Regions from separate parts of the Mus musculus genome. Here region 2 is linked to region 1. Evidence: chromatin contacts called from public Hi-C data. All regions are on one chromosome and are shown on one strand. Each heading gives the region's core, a stretch centred on a gene start, on an enhancer-like site or on the middle of the called end of the contact. The rest is flanking DNA. Distances are from core to core; before and after follow the strand shown. Region 1 has its middle 26 kb from the start of Tnfrsf8. Region 2 overlaps Vps13d (vacuolar protein sorting 13D).

Region 1 (7,009 bases), core at 2,920-5,419:
CCAGGCAGGGCCAGTGAGAGAAGGATCCATAATCTGGACCAAGTTTGGGGTAGAACTGGGACAGTTGGCTGGTGATTGGATGTGAAAAGAAGGAAGAAGGGAGACAATGAGCCCAGGCTGGACTTCTGAAGAGTCAGGGAAGGTGGCTGTTCTGAAAGACAGCAGATAACTGTGAGGACAGCCCATTCTAACTGTGGGGACTGTGACCAGGGAGGGCTTCTCTAGAGAGGATGTTTCCTGAGACCTAAATAAAGGAAGAAGAAGGGGATGCTGGGGAAACTGTAAGGAAGGCTTTAGGGGGATTTTCAGCAGCCCTACGGGACCCCAGCATTGAAGACAAGGGGAATGAGCCCCAAAGAAGGCTGAAGTGGGCAAAGCCAGGTCAGGCTGCGGACTCAGCTCTGAGAAGAAGAAGGGCTTTGCCTGAGAGCAACCCAATCAAATTGAGAAATGCTGGGTGAGAAATAGCACAGGGTGAGTCATCTCACGCTTGCTGTTCCAGGCCTGTCTTGCAGCTCACTGGGCATTCATGCTACCTAGGAGAGGGGCCCTCATCTCCAAATGACCAGATCGGACCTCAGGGCCCCTGTGTGGGGAGTGCCCTATTGCACAGACTCAGGTAGTGGGACATATTTTCCTTGCCTCAGCTGTTCCCTGTGTTCTTCCCTGGGACTCTGATGAAAACAAACAACATACAAAGGCTCCATTTGTGTCAGAAAATGACTGTGTAATTGGAGGTATCCAGGTGTGTCAAAGAGAAAATGAAGTCCAGGCTATGGGAGGAGTTCACTGTAATGCTTGTCTAGAGTCCAGGAATCCTGGAGTTTGGTCAGAAAACCATGTGTGGCAGCCTAAGTCTAGAAACCTAGCATGTAGGGAAGTGATGCATGAGGATCAGAAGTTCAAGGTTAACCTCTGTGAGACAGTGAGTCTGAAGTCAGCCAGGGCTGCTTGAGGAATCCTATCAAAAAGGGGACTAGGCAGGCATGGTGGTATACATCTTTAATCCCAGCTCTAGGGAGGTAGAAGAAGGGAGATCTCTGTGAGTTCAAGGCCAGTCTGGTTTATATAGAGAGTTCCAAACCAGCCAAGGCTACACAGTGAGGACCCCCCCCCATCTCTAAATAAATAAATAAATAAATAAATAAATAAATAAATAAATAAATAAATAAATAAGCAAGCAAGCAAGCAAGCCAGCCAGTTATATTGCAATGCTGCAATCTCATCTCTGGGGCAAAAGAGGGAGGTTGTCCTGGAACTTCCTTTGTAGACCGGGCTTGCCTTGAATTTAGAGCAATCTGCTCTGCTTTGATTCGGTGCTGAATTATATATAGGTGTGCATCACTATGTCCCCTTTACTCTCTCCAGGGCCTCATTTCCTCTCCTAGCTCTTTAAGCCTGTAGGATGCTATGTGGTCCTGGGGATGCTGAACACCCAAGGTAGGTGTCCCCAATCTCACAAGGGGAAGCTGGAAAGCCTATCCAATCTCTGCTTTGAGAAAACACTCCAGAGTCTCATCTGCCCCATAGGAGGATGCCTTCCTGTGCCAGGCAGGCATCTCTATGTTTCAGGACTTTTCCCTGAACAATGATACTCGTTACCTTATTGAGCAGTTGTTCTGTGCATGCCAGCCATCACAGTGAAGACTGATCACCCCTAACCTGAAAATTCAAAGTCCAAAGCATCCCCAAATTTATACTTCAAGTGCCAGAGTAATGCCATCAGTGGAAAATTCTGCCCCTGATCTTATGTGACCTCAGTCTTCATTGTCAGCTTGACTGAATTTAGAGTCACCTGGGAAACATGCCGCTAGACATGTCTGTGAGGACATTTCTTTAAAGTGTCAGCAGAGGAGGGAACATACACCCTGAATGTGGGCAGCAGCATCCAGTGGGCTGGGGACTTGGGCTAAATAAAAAGTAGAAAGTGAGCTGAGCACTAATATCCATCTCTCTTAGTTTCTGGACTGCAGACATAACGTATCCAGCCACCTCAGGCTCCTGTAACTATATCTTTCTTGTCAAATGGGGCTGTATCCCTCTGGAACTAGGAGCCTGTACAAAGCCTTCCTTAAGTTGCTTTCATCAGACCTGTCTGCCTGCCTGCCTTCCTTCCTTCCTTCCTTCCTTCCTTCCTTCCTTCCTTCCTTCCTTCCTTCCTTCCTTCCTTCCTTCCTTCCTTCCTTCCTTCCTTCCACACTCCCTCCCCTCCCCCCACCTCTTTCTTTTTTTTCTTCCTTCCTTGGTGTATGAGTTTATGGGCACCACTGTGGAGGTTAGAGGATAAATTGCAGGATTTGGCTCTCTCCTTCTACTGAGAGGGTCCATGGGGCAGGACTCAGCCTGTGAGGCTCGTGCACCAAGAACTTTTACCTGAAGAGGTATCTTACTAGTTCTTGTGTCAGGCAGCCCTCTCCCACGGATGCCTGTGTATAAAACACACACGAATCATGTGTTTGAATTTGTGCCTTTTGTCTAAGATGTCTTGTTCTGTATGGAAATATTTTTTAAAATCCTGAAATCTAAACTAGACCTAGTTTCAAGCATTTCAGACCAAGACAGTGGGCCTGGACTACTTTCCATTGGTCTGCCTGGGCTATGAAAAATCACCAGAGACTGGCATGCTTTCTCAACAGAAATCTAACTGCTCCTAATTCTGGAGGTTGAAGCCCAAGGTCAGGCATTGGTGGTCTGGCTTTTCCAAAGGTCTAGCTCCTTGGCTTTTAGACAGCCACCCTCTTACACATTCTCACACAGCCTCTTTGTGTTTGCATCTTGCTGAAGTCCCCTATTTAAAAGGACAGCAATTTTACTGGAGTAGGGTCCCACTTTAACCTGCTTACCTTCCTAAAGGTTTTCCCTTCAGATAAAGCCATGTACTGGGAAGTCTAGAGCTTGGACACACAAGTTGGGATGTGTGTGTGGGGGGGGCAGTTCAGGTCTTGCTCACCTCTATGCTCCCTACCACACTGGATGGGCATTGTAAAAAAAAAAAAAAGTCTTTTGTAGATAGATACTGAGTTGAGGAGGCTGGAGAGATGGCTCAGCAGTTAAGAGCTCTTGCTGCTTTTCCAGAGGACCTGAATCTGGTTCTCAACACTCACACTGGGCAGTTCACAACTGGCTGTAGACCTACAGCTCACCTCATAGGGCACACACATGGCATACACTTACATGAACGTATATACATAGGTAAAAATAAAATAATTGCTTTTTAAAAGGTATCAAGCTGGGTGGTGGTGGCTCATGCCTTTAGTCTCAGAACTTGGGAGGCAGAGGCATGTGGATATTTATGAGTTCCAGGCCAGCTGGTCTACAGAATGAGTTTCAGGACAGCCAGGGCTCTGTCACACAGAGAAAATCTGTCTCAACTTCCCCCACAAAGACTTGAGGGAGCATTTTGTATATGTTTTAATCTCAGCATTCACAAAATAGAGTCATGAAGACTTCTGTGAGTTTAGGGCTAGACAGAGCTACATAGTAAGAACCTGTCTCAAAAGAAAGGAAAGAAAAACGGTATTGAGTGTAGTGGTGACTTGTTCAAAGTCATATCAGAAAAAGAAAACCTAGGGGTATAGTCCAGGGGTAGAATGTTTGTCTACTAAGCATGAGGCCCTGAGTACAATTCCCAGCACTGGAAGGAGAGAAAAAGAGAAACAGAGAAGAAGGTGGTAGGGGAGGATGAGAGAGAAGGTGGAGGAGAAAACTGATAGCAGGGACTGAATTGGGTATACAGGTGGCAGTAACCCTGGGGAAGCTCTGCCATCAGCTGGTGACCACAAACAGTCCACACACCTCCCCAGCTAGCTCATATCATAATTCTCTGAACCAGCACTTCTCGGATGGCTCTCAGCAGCACAAGATGAGGAAATTTGAATGACACACTTAAGCACCTGTCCCTTCACCCCTCCCCCATGACAACCACTTCTGATCTTCCTGTCTCCTTCCTCTCTAACTTCCAACTCTCAAACTGCTGGGCTGGCCAGCAGGGAAGTTCTGGGCCTCTTCCAGAGCTGATGGACTGACCAGAAAAGCAGGGAGTGGCCTGGAGGCTAGGCTTTTGAGTGTTATCCAGGGCTCTGTCAAAACCACATGAGAGAGATTGAAAACAGCCCTTCAAAGTCAGAATGAAAAAGTGAGACCAAGAGAAACTGGGGTTAAGGCTTCAGCTACGGAGAAGCCCGATGGTGGCTTCTGTGAAAGACATGCAGCCCCCAGGCTGCTAAATGACTCACTTCTGAGGCCATGGTGATGAACGTGGTTTCTTCTGCAGCATGTGTGTGCATACATGCTTATGTACATGTGTTGGGGCATGTGTGCATATGAGAATATGAGGTACGGTGCATATAAGTGTGAAAAAAAAAACCACAGCTCTCATCTTAATAGGGATTACAGAATTTATTCTAGAGCAATTTTGAGTGACCATGGCCTGAGAACACATATTTAGATTGCCCCAAATTCCATGTTCCAATGTGGAACCAGTTTCAGGAAGTTGTTTTTTTTTTTTTTAATAACTTTAAAACAGTGAAGCGAGTCATAATTCAAGGAAACTTTAAAATAAATTGGTGGGTACATCAGAAAGGCAGGTCCAGTGAGATGGGGGAAGCTGTTCTGTATGCCCAGGATACTATTTGAGCATTTAGGCTGATGGAAGCTGGTTGTCTGTTACTAGATGCTAAAAGGCTTTTTATCTATTAGAGACATGATGCCATGTGGGGGCAGGTCATTAGGAATGGCTGTTCTGGAGGGCCACCCCAAGGTAAAGGGAAGACTGTTCCAGAGGGTGGGCCCAAGGTAAAGTAAGTAATCTTCGGACATGCAATATTCCGATCTCTCCAGAGAACTGCCGTTCTAATCAGTCAACGAGTCTCCACAGACACAGCTTCTTTCCAGTTTTCATTCACAGAAGGGGATGCGAGGAGCTGAGATTAGAGGTACACGCCACCACTTGTAGCACCTGTCACTCAAGTGGGACATTCATGTTTGCAGATGAGCATTCCTAACACAGGACCATCTCGTCTCAAAACATTTGCAGTGGATTCACACAGGGTCACACTCTGAGGTCCCAGGTGGACATATATTTCGGTGGCCACTCCTAAATCTCCTTCATGGGCTCAAAATGTGGTGAATTTTTCTTATGCCAATGACCATAGAGCCTTTGAGAGTCAAGGGCTGGGGAAAGTCCATATCTGGAGACCTCATCCCCAGGAGCCTCAGCCCAGTAGGACAGGAAGACCTGGAGAACCCACCCAGTCTGGTAGAGAAAAGACCCATGTGGTGATCCAAAGGCTGACAGGAGTCATGTTCAGGCAGGGACCTTAAGCTCCTGTATCTAACCAGTAATATCACTCCATCCTCCAAACAGCCCATGCAGGTAGTGCTGGATCCCACTGGACAGGCAGGAAAACAGGCTCAAGAGGTTCAGAGTGTCTGGGCTTTTCCAAGGGTGGGAGTGGCTGCTGAGTGCCAGGCTCAGCCTCTACCCACAGCTACCCCTGATTCCCATGAGAACAGGAAGGAGCCTTGTACCCTGCTGTCTCTCACTGTGTAGACAGAAACCTGCCAGGAGGTGGAAGAGTTAGCTAGTGTTGCTAATAACACTGATGGTACAGAAACATGGAGAGATGGAAAGGAAATGACTTATAAAGAAGAGAAACAGTCATACTAGGGTCCTGATTCTGAGGACGAGGATGAAAGAGATGGGACCTTTGGACCTTTATTTATAGGTTATTTGAATATTATGCAAGACATACATACATACATACATACATACATATGTAAATACATACATACAAGCTTTGTTTCCTGAGATTTAGCCAAGAGCAGGAAGCTTTCCAAACATGCAGGTCAATAGCCTTTCACATGTTAATCTTTGGACACTCATCTGCTATCCTACTCCCTGCCTCAGCAGGAAGGATACCACGGGCACATCAGATCCTAGACCTGGAAAATACTCCAGGCCTTCCCTTATCCTTCTCCCCAGGCTGAAACTTGATCATTTGTCCCCACCTCTGCCAAGCAGAGCTAAACATCCACAGCATGAGCGCAGGAACCTGTCCCAACAACAGGGGCTGGAAAACCAAGCAGTTTGCGCTGCCTTGAGGGGCTACTGGGTCGGGGAAGAGGAGCCCACCACCATTAGAACCAGAGGAGAGGGGACCTGAAATACTCTGTGGTCAGAAAGGACTCAGCTTTGTGCTGTGATGGGAATGTTTATCTGAGTGCTAGCCTGAAGACCTCAGGTTCAGTTCTTGGCTGGCTCACCAAAAGTTTTATAGGAGTAATTGGGGTCAAAGCATAGGCCCTGGCAGCCCTAATAAGCCAGATTCAACCTCCTTTCTTCAACACTCAATTTTAAAACACAATGAAAAGCGGGGGCGGAGGTGGAGGATATTTATTCAATGTGGCCACATTGGGAAGAACAAAAAAGTCCAGTGAGCCCCCTCAAACCCCCCCTCACACTCTCACACCCCCACCCTCCCAGTCCATCTTCTGGGTAGAAGATAATAGGTATGTGTGGCTAAGCAGTCCTGGTCAAGGTATGGTCCTGCTCATTACTAGCCCATCAATTTTTTTTTTTTTGGGGGGGGGGACAAGGTTTCCCTTTGTAACACTGGTGGTCTTGGAATTAGTTTTCTAGACCAGGGTGGCCTCAAAGTCAAAGATCTGACTGCCTCTGCTTCCTAGTACTGCAATTAAATGTGTGCACCATGACACCCTGCTAAACTGGCCCATCTTCTCAAATCCAGTCTCTCCTGCCAGCTGGTCTGACAAGTCAGAACTGTGTGATACTGATTTCTGCTCCCAGAAATGGCAGCCTTTTTCCTTCTCCCAGCTTGAGATTCCTGGGTCAATTCCAGGTTGTTGGGGGCTCACTGTTTCAAAGGTTTCATAGATAAAGAGTAGCCTTGTTCCTGCCAGGCTGGCTCCATTGTACCACAGAAACTCTGTTGCTGTGGACCCAACCTCAGGCCACTCTCTATGGCCACATTAGTCTGGATTTCCCCTT
Region 2 (7,009 bases), core at 1,828-4,327, 360 kb before region 1:
TGGGGTTTGCTGTTCTCATTTAACTGGTTGGCAATGCTGAGAATGTAGACTTGTAAAGTCTCACTGCCAAAATTAGAAGTGCTCAGCCGCTCTCCATGATCTAGCAGGCTTAGCACAGCCTTCTTATGCCCCACACTCAGAGTCAGGGGCAGCGTTACTGTATGAGGAGAAGGGAGGAGGAAAGGACATGGAGAGACAGAAGGAAAGACAGAAAGAATAGAGAGCATCTCAGGGCCAGCTGGAACTAAATGGAAAATGAGTTGAACACACAAAAACAGCTTTGCTCTAGAGCACAGGTGGGCCATGAAGGCTGTCTGGAAATCTCTAAGGAGACTCAAAAAGAGGCCAGGAGGCAGGGTGAAAGCAGACACACGGATTACACCACCCAGGAGAGACTGGATCTCTAGCCTCTCATTAGTGCTCCATCCTCCTCTGAGGAGCCTTGGTGCCACCCAGGAAGATGCCTTTATACCAAAGGGCACAGGGGCTGAACCTGAGCATACATCCCAACCCCCTTCTAGGAGGCTACAAATGGCTCAAGTCCTCTCAAAGGCCAGGAAATAAGGAGGAATTGTGGCTCTGAGCCAGGGGTGCTTCTATAAGTCAGGTAGCATGGTAAAGGAAATCTTGGCTAGGCTAGAAAGGAGAGTCCACAAGTTTGAGACTCTTGCAGCTTGGTGACTCAGTTCCTTCATCTCTGACGGAGATGGTGCTGCCTACCAACTCCTTCAGTTAAGGTTAACGGAGAAGATCCATGTTGGGACAGAACAAGCGCAATACAGTAGCCCTCACTACCTGTATCTTCACTCTGGGCCTAGGAGCCCTGCTCATGCCCTGGGGTTGCTGCTGTTCACAGCATTCACTGTCCCAATGCCTTCAAACCAAAAGCAGATCAGAACCAAGGCCAGGGTTGGGAGAAGAGAGAAAACTGGGCAATGATAGCCAATGGCTGTTTCCCCACTTTCCCTGAGGCTTCCTCTGCAACCCATTACCCAAGGTTTTGGGTCCCATCACCACCACTGCTGTCAGTCTGCTTGACACCCTCCCACACACCCCAAATCTGGAAACCACATCAAAGACTCACTCAAACTGCTTGGGGCAGACCCTTCATCTCCTGATCCCGATCCCAAACTTGTCACTCACTGTGAAGAATTAACATGGGGCAAAGCAGAGGCCTCTTGGCTCTATATTCTTCTGATATTTTCCTCCAGCCCCCCTTTTCTCTGTAGCTGCCCACCTGCAGGCCAGCTCTCTACAGGCTCTGCACCCCACCTCCAGCCAACAGAGCAGCCAAGACATGGCTGACACATGGACTTTGGCTTTCCAGAGTCTACCGATAGCCACTTTTCACTGCTGCTGCCCCACAGGTGGGCTGACGGAAAGCCTCTCAGGTGACAGAGGAGGGACACTCCATCTGTCTTGTGAGGACAGAGGGAAGATGACAAACACACACAAGCACTAGGGTAAGTTCTGGCCTTCCAGAAGAGGAAAGAGAGGCCCTCTCTTCTAAACTAACCACCAGAGGCCCATGGCAAGTAGCTCAGACTTCTGTTAGAACAGTAACTGTCTATGTTACAGGCAGTGGGCAACAAGGGAAATAACAGTGAACATCTCCCAGTTTATCTCCTATGTTATCTCCCTCCCCTCCCAAACAAGTCTCTTTGACTTGCTAGACTATGGACTTGCTGAGGAACACCACAAAGTTGTAAAGTTGTACTTGACCTGGCACACAGTGAAACAATGTATTGGCCAAGGATTTAGAAGACAATAGAGAAAGGATGCTAGGAGGAACCCCACTGCACATAGGTACAACATGGGGTGTGGGATACCAGGGGCTGTGTTGCCCTCAGAACTTCAAGCAAGCCATTGACTTCTATCTGCGCAGCTGAGTAAACTGCTGGATACAAGTCTGCAGGTGTCAAATGTTTCTGACAGGTTAGCTCCCGGCTTAGAGACAGTGTAAGCTGGAGCTAGGCTGTGGCTGAGAGAAACAGTGACCATCTAGTCATGTAAGGCCCTGGGGTCCATTTCCAGCAAAGGAAGGAAGGACGGAGGGAACAAAGGGGATTTCACTATTACTCATTTCCTGAATTCTTTTTGATTTTGCTAACCATGTAAATGAGTTGGTTTCATTAGAAGAGAAAGGTGACATTTTTAGCATGCTACTTTAGTCTGGATCCTCTTCTTCAAAATTCCCTCCTCCCCTGCCTCTAGGAGACAAGCACCCAAGGAGAAAAACCTGAAGTTTACAAGGTTGCCTTTGCTTTTTCTTTATATTTTCTGTATTAAAAATACATACATACACTCACAAACCACACACACACACACACACACACACACCTCCTAGATATTCCTTTCTGTCTAAATAGTGAAAGAACCCAAGGATCTGGTCTTGTGATCGATCGCCTTTGTGCCTGCAATCTGAATGGGCCAACTTGATAAAATATTCGAAACGAGTAGATACTTTATAAAAGACAAACAAACAACTAAAGGGTGACTCCTAGCCACAAACTAGGCATTGTTCAGAAAAGTTAACCATACAGGATCCTGGGTTAGGACTGAGGAGAATGGGAAGTAGCAGAGGTGCACAGAACTGATGAGCCTGCTATGAAGCCTTAGCAGACCTTAAATTGGATGTCAGTGACAATCTGTTTAATACTGTTTAATTAAATGGAAAAAAACCCCACAAAACTAAATACAACTTGATGTGGGAGATCAAAGTTGACGCTGCTGTGGCACTGGGGACTTTGTGGGGTTTTCACTCCATCAGGAAGTAATTACACAATATTTTCCAGAAGTGAAACAGTGAGTATAAGTGGAAAAAAATGTGGAAACATTTAGTTAGAACAGTAGAGCAAGGTATTAAAGACTCCTTTAACGGGTTAACTCTGAGGGGAATATGCAAATAATTAGGTCCTTAAACATGTTTTTAATTACAAATCTAGGATAAAAGTCAGAGGTAGAAGTCGGCACCAGAGTTTTTCCTGAGTACGCCCTTCCTGCAGAGGGATGACTAGACCACTCACATGACCCTGAGTACAGGCTGATAACAGAGGACACTCCGAGCCACGTCTGCCAGGGTCCCTTGTGACCTCTCCTATATGCCCAGGAAGACTGGGGTCACATGCCTCCCTCACCACCCACTGGCTAGGCTCCACCTTCAGCGTGGGTGGAGATACAAGGTCCTCATCTTCAAAGTTAAAATTCAGGCAGTAACTGTGCCCAGATCACATGAAACTTCAAGTGTTTTATGAAACTCATTTTGCTGATTTCTTCCTGGCTGCAGATTTTAGCTCACTGGCCTGTTTCCAGGGTGTGTACCATGTGGGCAGCAACTCTACGATGCCTGGACTATACAATTTGTCCAGAGTGTTTTTCTGTTCTTCTATCATTCTATTACAAATGAATCTTGTTTCAAAGAACCAGAGATGGTTTGGATCAAATAGAGGTGGGTTAACAAAGAATTTAAGATTTAACACCCAAAGATCTGTAATTTTACTTAGCCCATCCTCCTTTTTGAGACAGGGATGCCAGGCTGACTGTGGAAGGTAGCTGAGGCTGACTTTAAACTTGTGGTCCTCCTGCCTCCATCTCCTGAGTGCAAATGCTACTACTCTTGGTTTATGCAGTGCTAGACATGGAACCTGGGGCACTGTGCATGCTAAGCAAGCATTCTACCAGCTTAGCTACATCTCTCACCCCTTACTTATCCTTTGATAGTATCCCTAAGTCCTCATGGGAAATGGAAAGTAGGACATGTGTTAACACAAATGTTGACCTGCAGCTCTCCAGCTGAGTTTATTGAGTGATTTAAACCCCAGGCACTTCTAGGTTCAGAGGGTTCTCCAGTGAGTGGGACACCCTAGCTATCACTGGCTGACACTCCAGTAGAGTCTATATTATGTTCCGTTTTGCTGAGAAATGACTCTCTAGGTTTGAGTCTGAGGCTCAAAATCCCATCAATAGTGCAGTTTATAGGAAGGTCTCAGCCCTCTCAGCGTTCAGAAATGAAGATCTAAGTTTCTGTTGTTGAAGCCTCTCGGTGCACAGCATGTGTTGGTAGCAGAATAGGCTCAAGGGAAGAAGTGCACAGCACTATTTAGAGATACTCCAGTGATACCATGGCAGGATACACCTAAGAAGATGCCATATCCTATCTCCTAAATTCTAGACTTCGTTTTCTATGTTCTCATTCAAACAAGATATGAAATGGGAATTGAGGCCTCTGGTATTGTCTCAAGCAATGACACTGAAGGCCACCCCCAGGAGCTAATCTTCCCCTGAACGCTTCCACCAGTCAGCAACACCCACAGTGCCAGAATCTTCCCTAGTTCGCTTCACCTCAGAGGATACAAGTTACACTAGGACATTTCTACGCCCCAAATTCAGTCATCTCACACCTGGTCAAGAGAGCACAGGTCACACAGCACCTTACATTCGGAGAATTTCCACAAAATAGCACCAGAGACTACCATGGTTACCATGTCAGCTAAGAATAATCTCACTAACTGAAAATGTGTAAGAGCAACAAAATAATTAAGAAAACTGCATTTCCAGGATATTCGATGGGTAATAATTTGCTTCTTAGTTTCAGTTTGCTAGCATTCTCTAGCAAACAGTAAAGTTAAAAAAAAATATATGGGGCGTGGTGGTGCACGCCTTTAATCCCAGCACTCGGGAGGCAGAGGCAGGCGGATTTCTGAGTTCGATGCCAGCCTGGTCTACAAAGTGAGTTCCAGGACAGCCAGAGCTATATAGAGAAACCCTGTCTCAAAAAACAAAACAAAACAAAACAAAACAAAACAAAACAAAACAAAACAAAATATATATAAGGGACAAAAGTCCCTTAAGACTGAGACTATCTCATGCCCCGGCCTCTCTGAACTGACTACAGAGACTGATACCGCAGAGACAACACAGGGAGGTCTGCTTTGGAGCAGGCTGAGAGCCATTCCCTCTGGTACTGGTCATTTACAATCTGACATTTAGGACAAGTCATTCTTTAGTCTCTTCCAAGGGCTGTATCAGCATGAAGCTCCTGGGTCATAAAGAAATTTCTCAAAGACAGACAAGGCAAAACAGTAGACCAATGGGCTGTTTCTTACAGCCCCCCACTTACAACTCGTCCTGGATGTTGTCCGTTAGCTTGAAGAGCTGTTCCTGTCCTTCTGCTTGGCTCTCAGAATATCGAGGAAGCAGCCCCTGGGGACCAGTGCAGCAACGTGGTTTCCGAACCCTCTGGGCTTGGGTCCTAGAAGGGCAAATGGACAAGAAGAGGTTAAAGTGTCATGGTTAAAAGGATTTTCCTTCCTTGTTTGAAAAGGCATTGCTTAATAGACAGAATCCAGCTGCTGCAGGACTGTGTGGTATATGACATGCCCACTGTGGATTCAGACTGGACTTTACGATCTTTTGGCTCTAAATTATTATGACGTTCAATGTGCTAACTTCCTTAGCTCCCCATTTCACTTTTTGTGTGATAGGATGTCATTACCTATCTGTTGGGCTTCTGCTGGAGAGCATAGATTACCGATCACCATGGCTCTTTAGGATGATTATCACAAGCTTCCCGTGGCCCACACCATTTGGCTAAGGGTCTCTTTGGGTCAGCCCTCTGGGGACATGCCGTGGGTTCAGGAAGAACACAGCAGGGGCCTAGGCTATAGTGTGAACCTACCATGTTACCAGGTTCCTATGGAGTGAGCTCAGTCTCCCTGGTAAAGAGTAAGGAATGCAGCAGCCACGGGAAGGAGCTAGTCCCAGGCCACAGCAGCAGCTCTAACTCATGCCCTTGGCTGTTGGTTGCCTAAAGGAATCTGCTTTGCTATGGCTTTCAGGGTCGGCTGCTGTTGTCTTTTTCCACAAACCATAGACAGGATAATTGATAAATACTTTTTGGTGTTTTCCTAGAAACAGGAGTCCATATTTGTCTTGGAAAGACAGCACATACTTCAGATGACTGATAAGCCTGTACTGGGTCTGTCCTTAGCTGTGCACTTGCTGTACTTTCTATTATTTGTTCCTGGAACCCACTGAAGCAAAACATCCCTCTCTAGACATACCTCAACGAGGGGAGCAGGCAGCCGCACTGAATCAGCACTTTAGAACCGGTGCTAGTGGAGACAGACCGACCGGGAAGAGGTACTCTGTAGGGCAAGTCTGGGTAGGATCCTGGAAGCAGAAGCCTGGAACTTGCCACAGGCTATCTGCAGAGCTAAGATCATTGCAAGTGTTTCTGGACACAGGTCAGGCTGAGTTCGCCAGGCTGTGGGTCCAGAAGGTGCCATGGGGGGAGGTATATACATGTGACAGTTCGTAGGAAGCCAGAGAGTGAGTCTCCTACTCCCAGACAATTTTCAAATATTTAGGTATGAGGGTGCTTAAGTCTTGGTTGTGTTTCCAGGAGTTATATAAAGACACAGTGACTTGCATGAGGGACTAGGTAATGGGTTGGCTTCATTTACAGCACATATTTACATACTCCACTATGCTTAGGCTCAATTCCTCCTTCAAGGTTTAGGCTTACTAATGTGCCGACCCCTGAGTTCTCCCTGAAAGCAGGGATGGTGATGTTGGCAGACACTATGGGTCCACTGTAGAGGAACTTTATAACTGCTCAGCTTTGGATGCTAGCAGGTCACCATATACAAGGTGTCCGCAGGAAGGTGCTGGGTGCACTTTTCCAGATAGCGTGTTTTAGTTTCCTGGCCTGGTGAAACAACTGCTGTCATTTCACTGTCTAGACGGATCAATAACATGTCTTCCCCAAGCATTCCCATAGTTCTTTTGCCTAAGAAACTCTGGAAGTGCCACTGGATAGCAAGTAGAAGACCAGACATCCCTTCTAAAGGGAGATGGTGAGGTCACTTTCCTACCTCCTTTCAACACAAGGTTTGATTATCCTTTCACCCCACTTCCCAACTTGCAGATATTTGTGGGCTTTCCTATAACATATACTTCACACTAACTATAATATCCACCTCTCTACACCTGCTAACAAATTTGGGTT

Evidence for each region. A called contact is a pair of places that touch in the nucleus more often than the background predicts.
Region 2: a contact with region 1 is called in a Hi-C map of Th1 cells, with 2.2 times the contacts expected there. The contact joins two enhancer-like sites. A contact is called at or near these places in 1 of 484 Hi-C or Micro-C datasets (Th1 cells) and 1 of 9 other capture datasets (embryonic stem cells).

The regions. Positions count from the first base shown.
Region 1 is chr4:145,338,157-145,345,165 of GRCm38.p6, forward strand. No RefSeq gene overlaps it. Among named protein-coding and RNA genes, the nearest start is that of Tnfrsf8, 26 kb to the left of the region's middle. Within about 2 kb of position 4,170, at least 32 of the 459 cell types and tissues checked have an H3K27ac peak or open chromatin away from gene starts, as enhancers often do. A contact at or near this core is called in Th1 cells, where this site is marked.
Region 2 is chr4:144,978,199-144,985,207 of GRCm38.p6, forward strand. Vps13d (vacuolar protein sorting 13D) reads right to left here. Exons shown (of 70, transcript NM_001276465.1): 68 at 5,120-5,251. Among named protein-coding and RNA genes, the nearest start is that of Gm36317, 18 kb to the left of the region's middle. Within about 2 kb of position 3,078, at least 99 of the 459 cell types and tissues checked have an H3K27ac peak or open chromatin away from gene starts, as enhancers often do. A contact at or near this core is called in Th1 cells, where this site is marked.